Linked DNA regions of Sus scrofa: region 2 is linked to region 1. Evidence: chromatin contacts called from public HiChIP or PLAC-seq data. All regions are on one chromosome and are shown on one strand. The core of a region is the stretch at or near the end of the contact, and the rest is flanking DNA. Distances in the headings are between cores, read along the strand shown.

What was found. HiChIP or PLAC-seq counts read pairs in DNA pulled down with a chosen protein or histone mark.
Region 2: a contact with region 1 is called in an H3K27ac HiChIP or PLAC-seq map of skeletal muscle, with 5 times the contacts expected there. The contact joins the promoter of RPRM here to the enhancer-like site in region 1. A contact is called at or near these places in 6 of 47 Hi-C or Micro-C datasets (brain, embryonic fibroblasts, epiblast stem cells and 3 more) and 1 of 2 datasets of contacts at active chromatin or transcription factors (skeletal muscle).

Annotation. Positions count from the first base shown.
Region 1 is chr15:60,899,348-60,905,295 of Sscrofa11.1, reverse strand. No RefSeq gene overlaps it. Among named protein-coding and RNA genes, the nearest start is that of RPRM, 240 kb to the left of the region's middle. Within about 2 kb of position 3,010, at least 3 of the 83 cell types and tissues checked have an H3K27ac peak or open chromatin away from gene starts, as enhancers often do. A contact at or near this core is called in skeletal muscle, where this site is marked.
Region 2 is chr15:61,139,563-61,145,510 of Sscrofa11.1, reverse strand. It overlaps RPRM (protein reprimo), which reads left to right and starts at 2,114. Exons shown (of 1, transcript XM_005652433.3): 1 at 2,114-4,824. The coding sequence starts at 3,626. The coding sequence ends at 3,955.

The DNA of each region.
Region 1 (5,948 bases), core at 1,761-4,260:
CTTTGGTAAACAATTTCTGGAATAAGTCTAGGACAGGAATTGCTTGTGCCCTGCTGCCTGAAGAATTTTACAGCTTTTTAATCTAGAATATCTCTAGTTCGCCTTCTAGTCTGGTCACCCTGCCCTGTGCAAACATTGCCTCTGGCTCCAAGAGCTTTCAGTCATTCTCTGATCGTAATACCTCATTTTCCATTTCTCCATGAAGTCATAATGTCTTCTCTGAAAGGACAGAGGACCCTGAGGGCAGATCTAAATAACCCACTAACTTGAAATTTGGTCCCATTCATTCTCATCAGCACTTCCAACCTCAGAAGATACCACTCTGCTGTTAACAAGGGGATCTACAGCATTTATAGTTAGTAGATTAGGCTGGGAGAAAGTCTTAACCACTCTCTTCCATTCTCTCAGAATTATTCTGTGACATACGTGGCATGTCTACCTTTGCAATGACTGCTTTTCTGCTATGGATACATGCTTCCCTCTCTTATTTGCACACAAGTTACAAAACAAATTTGAGTTGTCACCTTTTCCCTGCATCACTCACAGGTTTATGACTCACATTCAACTGGTAACTAAAACCAATATTGCTTGAATGCTAAATCTTCTTGACAACTGAACACAATAAGGTATCCTGTATAAGAGGATATAAAGCAATAGGGAAGGCTGATATTTATTGAACAAATACAGGGTGTTACACACTTCACAGACGTTACCTTACTTCAGCTCTACAAGGAATTGAGTATGTTTTACTCCATCAATTAATAAGATTATAAGCTCCTTGAATAAGTGACCATGTTGGTCTTTCTCATCACTTCACCCCATATCTAAGATGCCTGGCTCAAAACAGGTGCTCAATAACTAGTTTTGAATAAATGAAAAAAATTATGCCATGGCAGTTCCTCTTACCCACCTGGCCCAAACCCCCATTCTATATCCTACTTTGTTAGCTGTACTTCACTCACAAAGTTGAACTTCACAAGATGGTATGTTCTTTCCATATCCCAAAACAGGTTAATGTAAACACAGTGATCATTAGAAACTCAGTTAATGTAGAGGAATATCAGACTGCCTCAGCTTGATTTGATTCTGTCATAGAATGTTTAGTAAAGCATCCATTATTTGAAATGCTACAAATGGGTATTTTAAAACCAAACTGGACTGTTTTCAGATGGTTCACTGAAGCAGCCTAGGATGAAACAAGATTTCATGCAACAGATTTCATAAATATAACATGGTTTTAAACCATGAGCTTTCCTCAGGACACCTTCTATCAAATTATAGGTCATGGAAACACCAAAGCAGTTTATAGATTTATTTTCATTCCCATCATCCCATAGGTGTGAATCAAACAATAAATTTGCCTCTGTTTCTCAGCTCGAGTCTTTCTGTAAGATGTTACTGACATAGGGTTAAGAAAGTAGGAATAGACTAATTTTCTTATCGTTAAGACTTACTATATCTAGATGACTATTTTCTCACTGATTTACCATTTTTAGTTGTAATAAAATATTTATTCTGGCCACTGGCATGATCACTCAGGGACTACCTAAAACCAGAAAAATAATTTAAGCTTTAATTTTAGTTTGTCTTATTATTAAAACTGATACTACTTCACAGCTTTTGAGATTTTTGTAGTAAAATAATAAAAAGAAGCATTATTTTGTGGCAAACATACCAACATCATGTTCTCACAAAATCCTATGAATAAAACTTTAAGGGCAATTTGACTTACATAGAATTAATTCAACCAGAAAGAAAACAATAAAATGTGAATTACCATGAGCTAGGATGAAGTACTGCATGGACTAATTTTTTAAAAGAGTTATGATTTGCTATTAAAACAACCTGAAATGTCCAGAAAATTACTGTCACTCTCAATAACCACATAAATAGAGGAGGAATGGGCATTTTCCTCTTAGATTTTTCCTCCTTGACATTTTCTTAACTATTTTAATGAAATTTCTCTTACAAGTAAACTTTAGAATTAAGGTACATAAAAAGTATCATTGGAACTTTTATTACAATTATTATATTTAATTTATAAATTCACTGAGAACTATTTGATATTTTTATGATACTGAATAATCTACACCAGATACATGTTATACAGCTCTGTTTATAATATTTTCTGTATCCTTCGGCACAGGTTTATATTCTTGGGAAAACATGTACCTTGAACATTTTTTGTTGAATATATTCAGAGATATTTTAAAGTTTCTTGTGTTACAGTAAATGGGCTTCCTACAAATACATAGAGATATAAGTAACTGCTCAAATTACGTTTGAACTCTAATGTTCTTCGACCTATTTATCAATGTGACTCATCAGATCAAGTCACAATCCAGGAGTAGTTTTTCAAGCTCATCTTTCTAACTGCATTAGAAGATGATGATCCCAAGAAAATGTTCAAGGACTTCCTGATCAGAAACATATGTGCAATATAATAATATTTATATTTATCATGAAACAAACAGTTATAAGATATAAAAATGAGAAATAACCAGAGATAACTTTACAGAGTATCCAATTACACAGAGTCCATGGCAATGCACTAGCTTTCAAAGCCAAGGCAAGAGCGTGGAAGGGCAGCTTTATTCCAGCAATAGCTGCCAAAGATTTTATGAGGAACATGCAGAGATAGCAGCTTTGAAATTTTACTTTTATTCACCTCCCCAAATCCTGTGCTAAACCCCTGCGGACTGGGGAGTTTATCATTGCAAATGATAAATTGCAATTGTAATCTTAAGAAGATTACTAAAGAGACAGAGGACTTTTATTAAAAGTAAGGTTATAGATTGGAAACAGAATTGTGTTTACCAAAAAAAAAAAAACCCTCCTATTTGCTGAGTTTTTATAGAAACAGAATCATTTGCTAGACATTTTTCCTCCATATGCTGTATGTCTCCATTTTTTTTCTCGTTTAGCTTTACAAGTCACATCTTCCACCTATTGAGTTCACTGAGAAGCCCAAACATTTCCAGCTCCTGTGAGATGAGGCAGGCACTTTATAGAGCTCCAAGAATAGTTTGTTCTATTTAAGAAACACCAGATGGAAGAGCTAATGCCATGTCTTGCCTCTTCTGTACTATCAATTTGATGCAACTTTTACTTTCTATCAAACCCAGTATGGGGAGCTCTACCCAATATTCTGTGATGGGAATATGGGAAAAGAATCTGAAAAAAAATGGATGTCTGTACATGTATAACTGAATCACTTTGTGGTACAGCAGAAACTATCACAACATTGTAAATCAACTATACTTCAATAAAACTTAAAAAAAAGAAAAGAAAAACCAAAAAGTTTTTACCTCCATACAAAGAGAAAGGAGAGAGAAGCATTTTTAGGTCTTCATCTTCTAACAGCTTCATCATGCCCTGAGCCCCTACCTAGGATCAGTTTCTAAAACAGTGATAGCATCAGGATTGGTAATTATTAAGTGAGTAAATTTTTTTATGACTGCACCCATGGCATGCCAGGGACTGAACCAGAGCCACATTTACGATTTACACTGCAGCTGTGGCAATGTTGGCTTTAACCCAATGTCCGAACCAGGGATAGAACATGTACCTCTGCAGTAACCCAAGCCACAAGAGCTGGATTCTTAACCTACTGTGCCACAGTGGAAATCTCTAAATTTCTAAATTTTTAAGTGGGGGGTTGCATAATGGTGTTAGGCTAGTATTCATATTTCAATGCTAAGTTGTCTATGTAACTGTAAAACAGGGGAAAATGACATATAACTAATCTATTAGCAGAATCAGAAACACTGAGGTTTCTGATGGTAGCAGTCATTTTGAAGGAAAAATGAAAAATCTAACCCATTCATTGTCCTCCCAAAATACCAGTTTCCTTTTCTTCTAAATGTATCTATCATACATCTTCATTCAACATCTACTAGTGTTTAAGGAGGATGTAATCCAAGTTTACTTCTGCTGGAGTCACATGTGCTGAAAGAGGATGTGTTCACAATGTATAAAAGGCTATAGTAGACAGAAACATGGAATAGAGGGTATCTCAAATCAAAGGTCCAGCTCTAGGTGCCCCTACTCTAGAGGTCATTAAATGCTAGATGGAATTAATAGAAGAAAGTGCTGAGGAATAAAGGTCTTCCTTAATAAAGATTTTCCCAACAGAAATCCCTGATATGATCAGTAGAACTCCATGTTTTGCCTGGCTATATAGTCACAACCACTGTCACATACAATTTATGATGCTTCCCTGGGGAAAAATTGTTCCTCTGCATCAGTCCTTTGCACTACCAGCATTTTATAATTAAAAGGACAGTCATCAGATTACAAAGAAATCAAAGGTCATTCCTTATCAGGAAAATTTTGGAGAGTTTCTTGTTACAGGCTTTAGGATAGCTAACAAGGGCAGGGTGTCAGTTACCAAGATTTAGTAATAGCTCTCCTTCAGAAAACAGAGTTGACCTCATATGCCCCATCTGTAAAAACAAAATAAGATAGGCCTGCTCCTCTCAGGATAAAACAGCTGGCCAGCCTCTTTTAATGTGCTTATTAATGGAACAAATTTATCACATTTCTTCTTTACTAAGTCTATCTCCTGAAATAAAAGGTGTTGAGGGGAGTTCCCACCATGGTGCAGTGGAAACAAATCCAACTAGTATTCATGAGAATGTGGGTTTGATCCCTAGCCTCACTCAGTGGGTTAAAGATCCAGTGTTGCAGTGAGCTGTTGTGTAGGTGCAGACATGGCTCGGATCCCGCTTGCTGTCGCTATTGCGTAGGCTGGCAGCTACCGCTCTGATTTGACCTCTAGCCGGAGAACTTCTATGTGCCTTGGGTGCAGCCATAAAAAGACAAAAAAAAAAAGTGTTGAGAAATCAAATAAGTGAAGGAATATAGTATTTCAGACTTTTCCTTTAAAGTTATTTGAAGGGGAAGGGAACTACTTGAATTCACAGTTTGATCCTTCTTCATAGATATGCTGATTAGAGTGAAGTTAACAAGAGATCACAGAGACAAAGAGATCTCAAACCATGAATTCTTCATAAATTAGATGAGCAGACTTCTGAACTACCAAATTCGATTATAGCCCCGAAGGCATTTTCTTCAGGCAAAAATTACCACTCTTAATTCTTCTGTAAATTATTCCCTTATTCTAGATGACATATTTTAGAAATAATATTGTGTCCGATTTGATTATTTTATCATCTAGTAACTTTTCATGTGTAAGAATATGGAGTATACTATGTTAACAGCTAAAACTAAAAGGAGGTAATAAGGTAAGATGCAGATGGTGAAATGTATTAGTCAGGACAAGGTAGGCTATGCTGTGGTAACAATACATCCTCAAACATGAGTAGCTTAACAGAGCAAAAGCTCGTTTGTTGTCCACATCACAGACATGTGTTGGAAGTGTCTCCTTGAGGATTGTCATAAATTATGATTCAGAGTTCTTCCATCTTCAGACATTGGCATTTTCAAAACAAATGGACTTTTCACTCACAATGGAAGGAGAAGAAAGAACCAGGATGAGGAACATCAACTCTAATTCAGCCCAGACGTCACATAAGTGACCTCCGCCCACAGTGAATTGACCAGAACATAGTGTTGTAACAGGAAAGCTGGGAAATGCAGTCTTCCCAATGCCCAGAAACAAAGAAAGTAAACATAAATCCCTGTCTCTGCCACAAGAGACACGGGCTCCGGAGTCAAGCACCTGAAGGACTGACTCCTAGAGCATTTGGGGCAGGTTGCCTAATGTCCCCTCACCTTAGTTTCACCATCAATAAAATAAAAATAGCAAAACACTTTGCAGGGCTTTTGTGATGACTAAATGGATCATCTGCATAGATTATTTAATGCTTAATACATATGGAAACCATTATTATTACTATTTAAATAGCCCCAGGTTTTTAAAACTAGCCTTAAAACTAGAGCAGGTTTCAAGTTCAGCACCATTAGATAAGACTGCTCTGACCTTT
Region 2 (5,948 bases), core at 865-3,364, 240 kb before region 1:
CCTGCTGAGCCAAGTAAGACCCACTAGTGTAATTTATTTTTTAAAAAAACCTTGCCCTGGAGTTTTCTCATGACTCAGCAGGTTAAGGATCTGGTGTTGTCACCCCTGTGGCTCTGGCTATGGCTTTGATATGGGTTTGGTCCCTAGCCACCACCCCGAGCACGTTCAAAAAGAAGAGAAAAAAAGAAAAAAATCTTATCCTTTATATGTCTGATATTCTCTTCTTCAAAATGTCCACTTACTATTTTCACAATACACATAGAAACAGAATCAAGGAAAAGGCTTTTGATATGGAAATTGTCTGGTTCTACACCAAGACTATTCAAACTATATATCCAGTGACTACTGCTCACAGAGGCCCATCAATATCACCCTGGAATATCTTTTTTTTTTTTTTTTTTTTTTTGTCTCCCTGCCATTTCTTGGGCCGCTCCCGCGGCATATGGAGGTTCCCAGGCTAGGGGTTGAATCGGAGCTGTAGACACCAGCCTACACCAGAGCCACAGCAACGCGGGATCCGAGCCGCATCTGCGACCTACACCACAGCTCACGGCAACGTCGGATCGTCAACCCACTGAGCAAGGGCAGGGACCGAACCCACAACCTCATGGTTCCTAGTCGGATTCGTCAACCACTGCGCCACAATGGGAACTCCACCCTGGAATATCTTTATAGAATTTACTATATGCCACAGATATATTTTCTGGAAAGAACAGAAAAATGTTTCCTTTCTTGTGTAATATGTATATTGTGAAATGCTGAGCATTTAACTTGTTGAAATCAAACATTCTCTCCAATAACGTAGGAGAGGTAGTTATTTAAAAATAATAATGAATTGTTGTATGTATCAAAATCCTTTTCTTTGAGGTGAATTATCAGTAAATTACTCCACTTCATATTGCCATCTGTTTTTCTACGTAAACATTTTTAGAGTATTATTTGCCACATCTCTTAAGATTTTTCTTGGAAATAGATGAATAACAGGAGTGAAGCTGAGAGAAAAATGTTCCCTCAAAATACAAAAGGGAAAGACAATTTCTGTTGAAAAGCTCTAGCAGTTTAATCCCCTTAAATCCAGTAATAAGTGAGTGATAAATGAGAGTTTTGTACTACTAACTTTATAGTTAATGTCCATCTAAATACTCTGAGAAATTTTATTCAACAAAATCAGGCTGGTTGGGGCAGAGGGCTCAAGGAAACAAAACCACTTCCCCAGAGATATGAACTAGCTGATGGGAATAACCATTATCTTATCTATAATTTTGTGGCTGTTAGTGGTTAAAGCTGAAAGAAAATGAAGTCAGAGTATTACCTAATTTCTTTTAAGAATGTATTTCTCAAATCTAGAGGTTTAACATTACAGAACCTCCACTGGACTTCAAATTTTGCTCATGTTTACACTGACTTCTGACTAAAACATTAATATTGTTAATATCAATAAATATGCTCAGATTCTGAAATGATTCAATTAGCAGTCTTAGGAACTTTTCGTAACTGGACCTGACAAATATACTATAATTCTACTTGTTTCTGTCACATAAAAAGGGAGTATTCTTTCTACTCATCCATATCCAACTTGTATTAAACACACAATCCTGTACAAGCTAATATCCCTTAAAGTTGACCTCTATTCTCCATCTTTTGCTTTTCCAAACTCCTACTACTTGCCTCTACCATTCATTTTAGTATTGCCTTATATTATCTTAAATTATTCTATGATTTTCTCACATAGGTATTGTTTTACTGTTAGGTATCACCCATATGAACTAAGGCTGACGATAGAGTGATATTTAAATAAGTTTTTTTTAATCAATAAATAATAAATTTATCCAAAGAAGCAACTGTCGGGAAAGAAGCATTCTTCAAGACAATTATAACCATGGGAAACTAGAACAATAACCCAGGTGAATTGTGGATGAGGCCCAGAAGCCTGGGTCTTGAGCTATTAAACACCCCCCCAAAATTAAAAAAAAAATTAAAAAAGCTATTTAGAAGGGTCTAAACTTAATAGAGCTGACATAAAAATTAACATCCAAAAGTTGAAAACTCTCTGCTAAAATGCAGTTCACTCTATTGTGCTCACAAAGTAGTACAAAAACACACTGAAACCTGTGAAAATGGAGTTAATTATGTTTGGGGAGACAAAAATCAGAGCGTTTAACAAGAGAATATAACAGAATTCAGAAAAAGGGTTGAAAATGGCAAGGCAGCTACTTTGTTTTAATAGAAATATAATAAAGGTATTCTATCAAAAGTTTGGACTAGACTTCAAATTACTTCAAATTTCCAGCTGCCACACTTGAAAGAAAAAGGAAGGGAAAGAAGAAGAAAAAAAGTAGAAAAAAAATTTTAAAAACTCTAAAGTATTCTTCTAGAACTCAAGAAACAAGCTAACAGGTTTGTAACATTTCACTGAAACCAGAAGCAAAATCACAATGGGCTGAAGCCTCAATCAGACCCCTAGAACATCTGCAATTTTGTTTAAATGACTAAGGTGAAATACATTAGCTTACGGAAAATGGGGAGGGCTTCCAGCAGCTGGCCAGTATTCTAAGTAATGGATGTTGATGAGCAATTCCCTTAAACAAGTGATTTACTGCCAACAGAGCAAAACACTGGAAGTACATCCAAAAACTCATTGGCAATTAAGATTACAAGGGTGGCCATTCTGTCCACTTCCCCCCTCCCTTACCAGAGAGGTGACCCTATTTCTGCCAACCGCTTCTACACAAAGGCCACCTAAGAACCTTTCCTTCCCCTAACTCCCTTTCCTTTCCCTCAAAAGTCACTATAAAAACGGCCTTACTCTTCCAATTGCTTCTTCTCTCCCTCCCTTTCTTCCTTTCTTCTTTCCCGTCTTCCTTCCCTCCCTGCTTTTCTTTCTTCCTAAAATCGTTGCTTTTTAAAAAAATACACCCCTACTACACTAGAAATCTGTCGCAAGCGAGACAAAGTCAGGCACAGGCGGCGGGTCCGTGCATTTGCCAGCAGCATCTGGCATCTGCGACTCATTGCTACTTTCCACCTCCCGGAGGTGAGAGAGGCGGGAGGCAAAGGACATGCTGAGCTGGTGTGACCCAGTTCTTAGGAAACTTTCGGCCAGTCGCAACTCTTCCCCCACCCGAAACTTCAATCATCCTTCAAGCCAGAAAATTACAGAGACTTCAGCCTAGCCTTTGGAGCTGGACCAGAAGCGAAGCAGGAAAGCTACAAGAAGAGGTTTACCCCTTTGCTTCTCCTACAGTCCAACCGCGGCGGGCGCACAGCGGCGGCGCGGCCGGAAGGGGCCGCTGTTCACTCAGAGCAGCCGCCTTGCCGCCGCGGTCCGCACCTCCCACGGCCCCGCTGGCCCAGCCCCGCCAAGTTCCAACAGCCCCCAGTCGAGCCATCTCCGGGAAGGAGCGTCTCCCGGGCAGGATCGGACCGCTCAGACTAGCCAGGCTGCGGCGCGCGTCGCAAAGGCTCCGGGGGAACTCCCACGGCTCGGAGACTTTGGAAAGGAGAGGGCGAACAACCCCCGCGCCCGCAAGTCGGCAAGTGAGCGCTCAGCTCACCTGTTTCTTCCGCGCCACCGCCTTCCCACCCCTCGGACCCGCGCCTCCCCGGGCGCCCGCCCGCTCCCGCGATGAATCCAGCCCTGGGCAACCAGACTGATGTGGCAGGTCTGTTCCTGGCCAACAGCAGCGAGGCGCTGGAGCGCGCGGTGCGCTGCTGCACCCAGGCGTCCGTGGTGACCGACGACGGCTTCGCGGAGGGCGGCCCGGACGAGCGCAGCCTGTACATCATGCGAGTGGTGCAGATCGCCGTCATGTGCGTGCTCTCGCTCACCGTGGTCTTTGGCATCTTCTTCCTTGGCTGCAACCTCCTCATCAAGTCCGAGGGCATGATCAACTTCCTGGTGAAGGACCGGAGACCGTCTAAGGAGGTGGAGGCAGTGGTCGTGGGGCCCTACTGACCGGTCCCCGACCCCCGCGGCAGCCGCCCCACTTCTCCAGCCCGGCCGCGCCCCCTCACCATCCGAGACTAGGAGAAGAAAACCTGTCGGGAGTCAATTATTTCTGTTGACTTCTGCCTTTCGGAATGAAGCAACACGTTTCTCGCTCGCCCTCCCAAAGTCCCCAGGCCTGGCTGGAGGAGAGAGCCCTGACTGGACTCAGCAGCAAGTGTCAAAAAGAAAGCGATTAGGGCGCAGAACTTTGGAAGCTGCCGCTAGCGCGGGATGCGGGGAGACCAACCCGGCCGAGGCCTCTTTCCACCCGCAGGTGGGCCAAGCTCTGGGGGCAGGTGGAGAGGGCGGGCATGGAGACACCAGCGGCACCGATTGCCTGGTGACCGGAAAACTGACCCATATACGCCACTCAACAGAACTAATGCGGACACACAAATCCGTGTCCGGGTTCGCGCCCATTCCCTCGCGCTCCTCCCAGCCCTGGCAGGAGAGGCGATAAATACTTTTGATTGATTGTAACGTGCTGTTTTAAGGGATTTTGTGTTTGTTTGCTTGAATACAAATATTTGATAAGTATTTTTTTCTGCCCTAGTGGCCCGTTTGCCTGCCTGCGGGTTAGAGTTTTGTGTTGGGAGAAGGGGTGGGGGAGGGGTAGCCTGCGAATGTGAACACGGTGAGTTGTTTCTTTTATCACATTTCCCACTAGGTCTTTTGCGGGGGCTGGCACTCCTGTTGGCCCCCAGGCAAAGACCCAGAATAGAACTCATAGCTCGTGACTGCACGGTTTACGCCACAAAAGTGCTCTTGACATTCGTGACACCGTTTTGACTTTTTTTTTTTAACATTTACCTAATAAATGCAACATTTAAGTGTTTTGTTCCTGGCCTCCTGGTGATCATTCTGCGCTCCCCTCCCGGCGGAAGGGAGTGGGCGAGGGTGAGGACTTGGGTTACTTGTCGGGGTGTAATTCGCTTTGGAGATCTGTGATTCAACTCCGAGATCCCACGGGGATGAGGGTGGGGGTGACGGAGAGGCTCAGGGACGAGTAAAACAGGGCCCAGCCACAAGCACAGGAGCCATCCTGGAGGCAGCATCCTTTGTTACAGTTAGTATTTTTTATTTCATTAGGCTCAGCTCTCTGAGCCAGCAGAGAGGACACGAGGCCCCCGCGGGAAGTTTACACTTCCGTTCCGTACAGGGCTCCGGTGGGAACACACTGGGTTACACCCGCTAATGAAAGGAAGAGACAGCCTTCTGGGAGAGAATCTTTCCCCTGACCAACGTCAGCAAGATGGCATCAGGATGCTGATGAAAGAAAAAAAATATATATCAAAGAAAAGTAGCTCCTAAAGCACACAGTGACACTAATTCTCCCTGGGGTAAACTATTGTTATTAAAATATGGCATGCATTGTCTTTGCCATATTATGTTTTCTAGCTTAAGGGCGAAATTAAAAGAAAAACCAGGAGTGAGTAATCAGCCCCAGGCCAGAGCAAAAGGTTCAGAGGAGTTAGCAGAAGTTCTGAATGTCGAGGATGTGTGTTATAACCCAAACTGGGAAAGCTGGACCTGAGTGGAACTACAGATGGTCTGCAGGCTCAGAAATTGAAGGGAATTTAGAAAGAAGCGCCTGGAAAACCACGAATGAGAAAATAACCCAAAGGATACAGTAGCTTCAGGCTTAAACTTGACATGAGGTTTTGAGCAGTTTATTTTTAAACCTGGGGTAGGATCCTAAATATTTTCAAGGATATTAAGAATCCTCTACTATGGAAGGAGCAATTAAAGGCTTCACAGTAACAGATATGAGATGGACTAACATTTAAAAACAAGGAAGTGTCTCATTTAATTGGAAAGAGGCACAACTGGATAAACAGTCAGTGATTTAAGGGTTGGGGGCAAAAAGTTTGGGTGTCCTTTAACATCCCTTAACATTATAAAGATCTATTTCACTCCCAAACTAATCTTGTCAAGAATTATGACCCAGAATGGGTTTTTT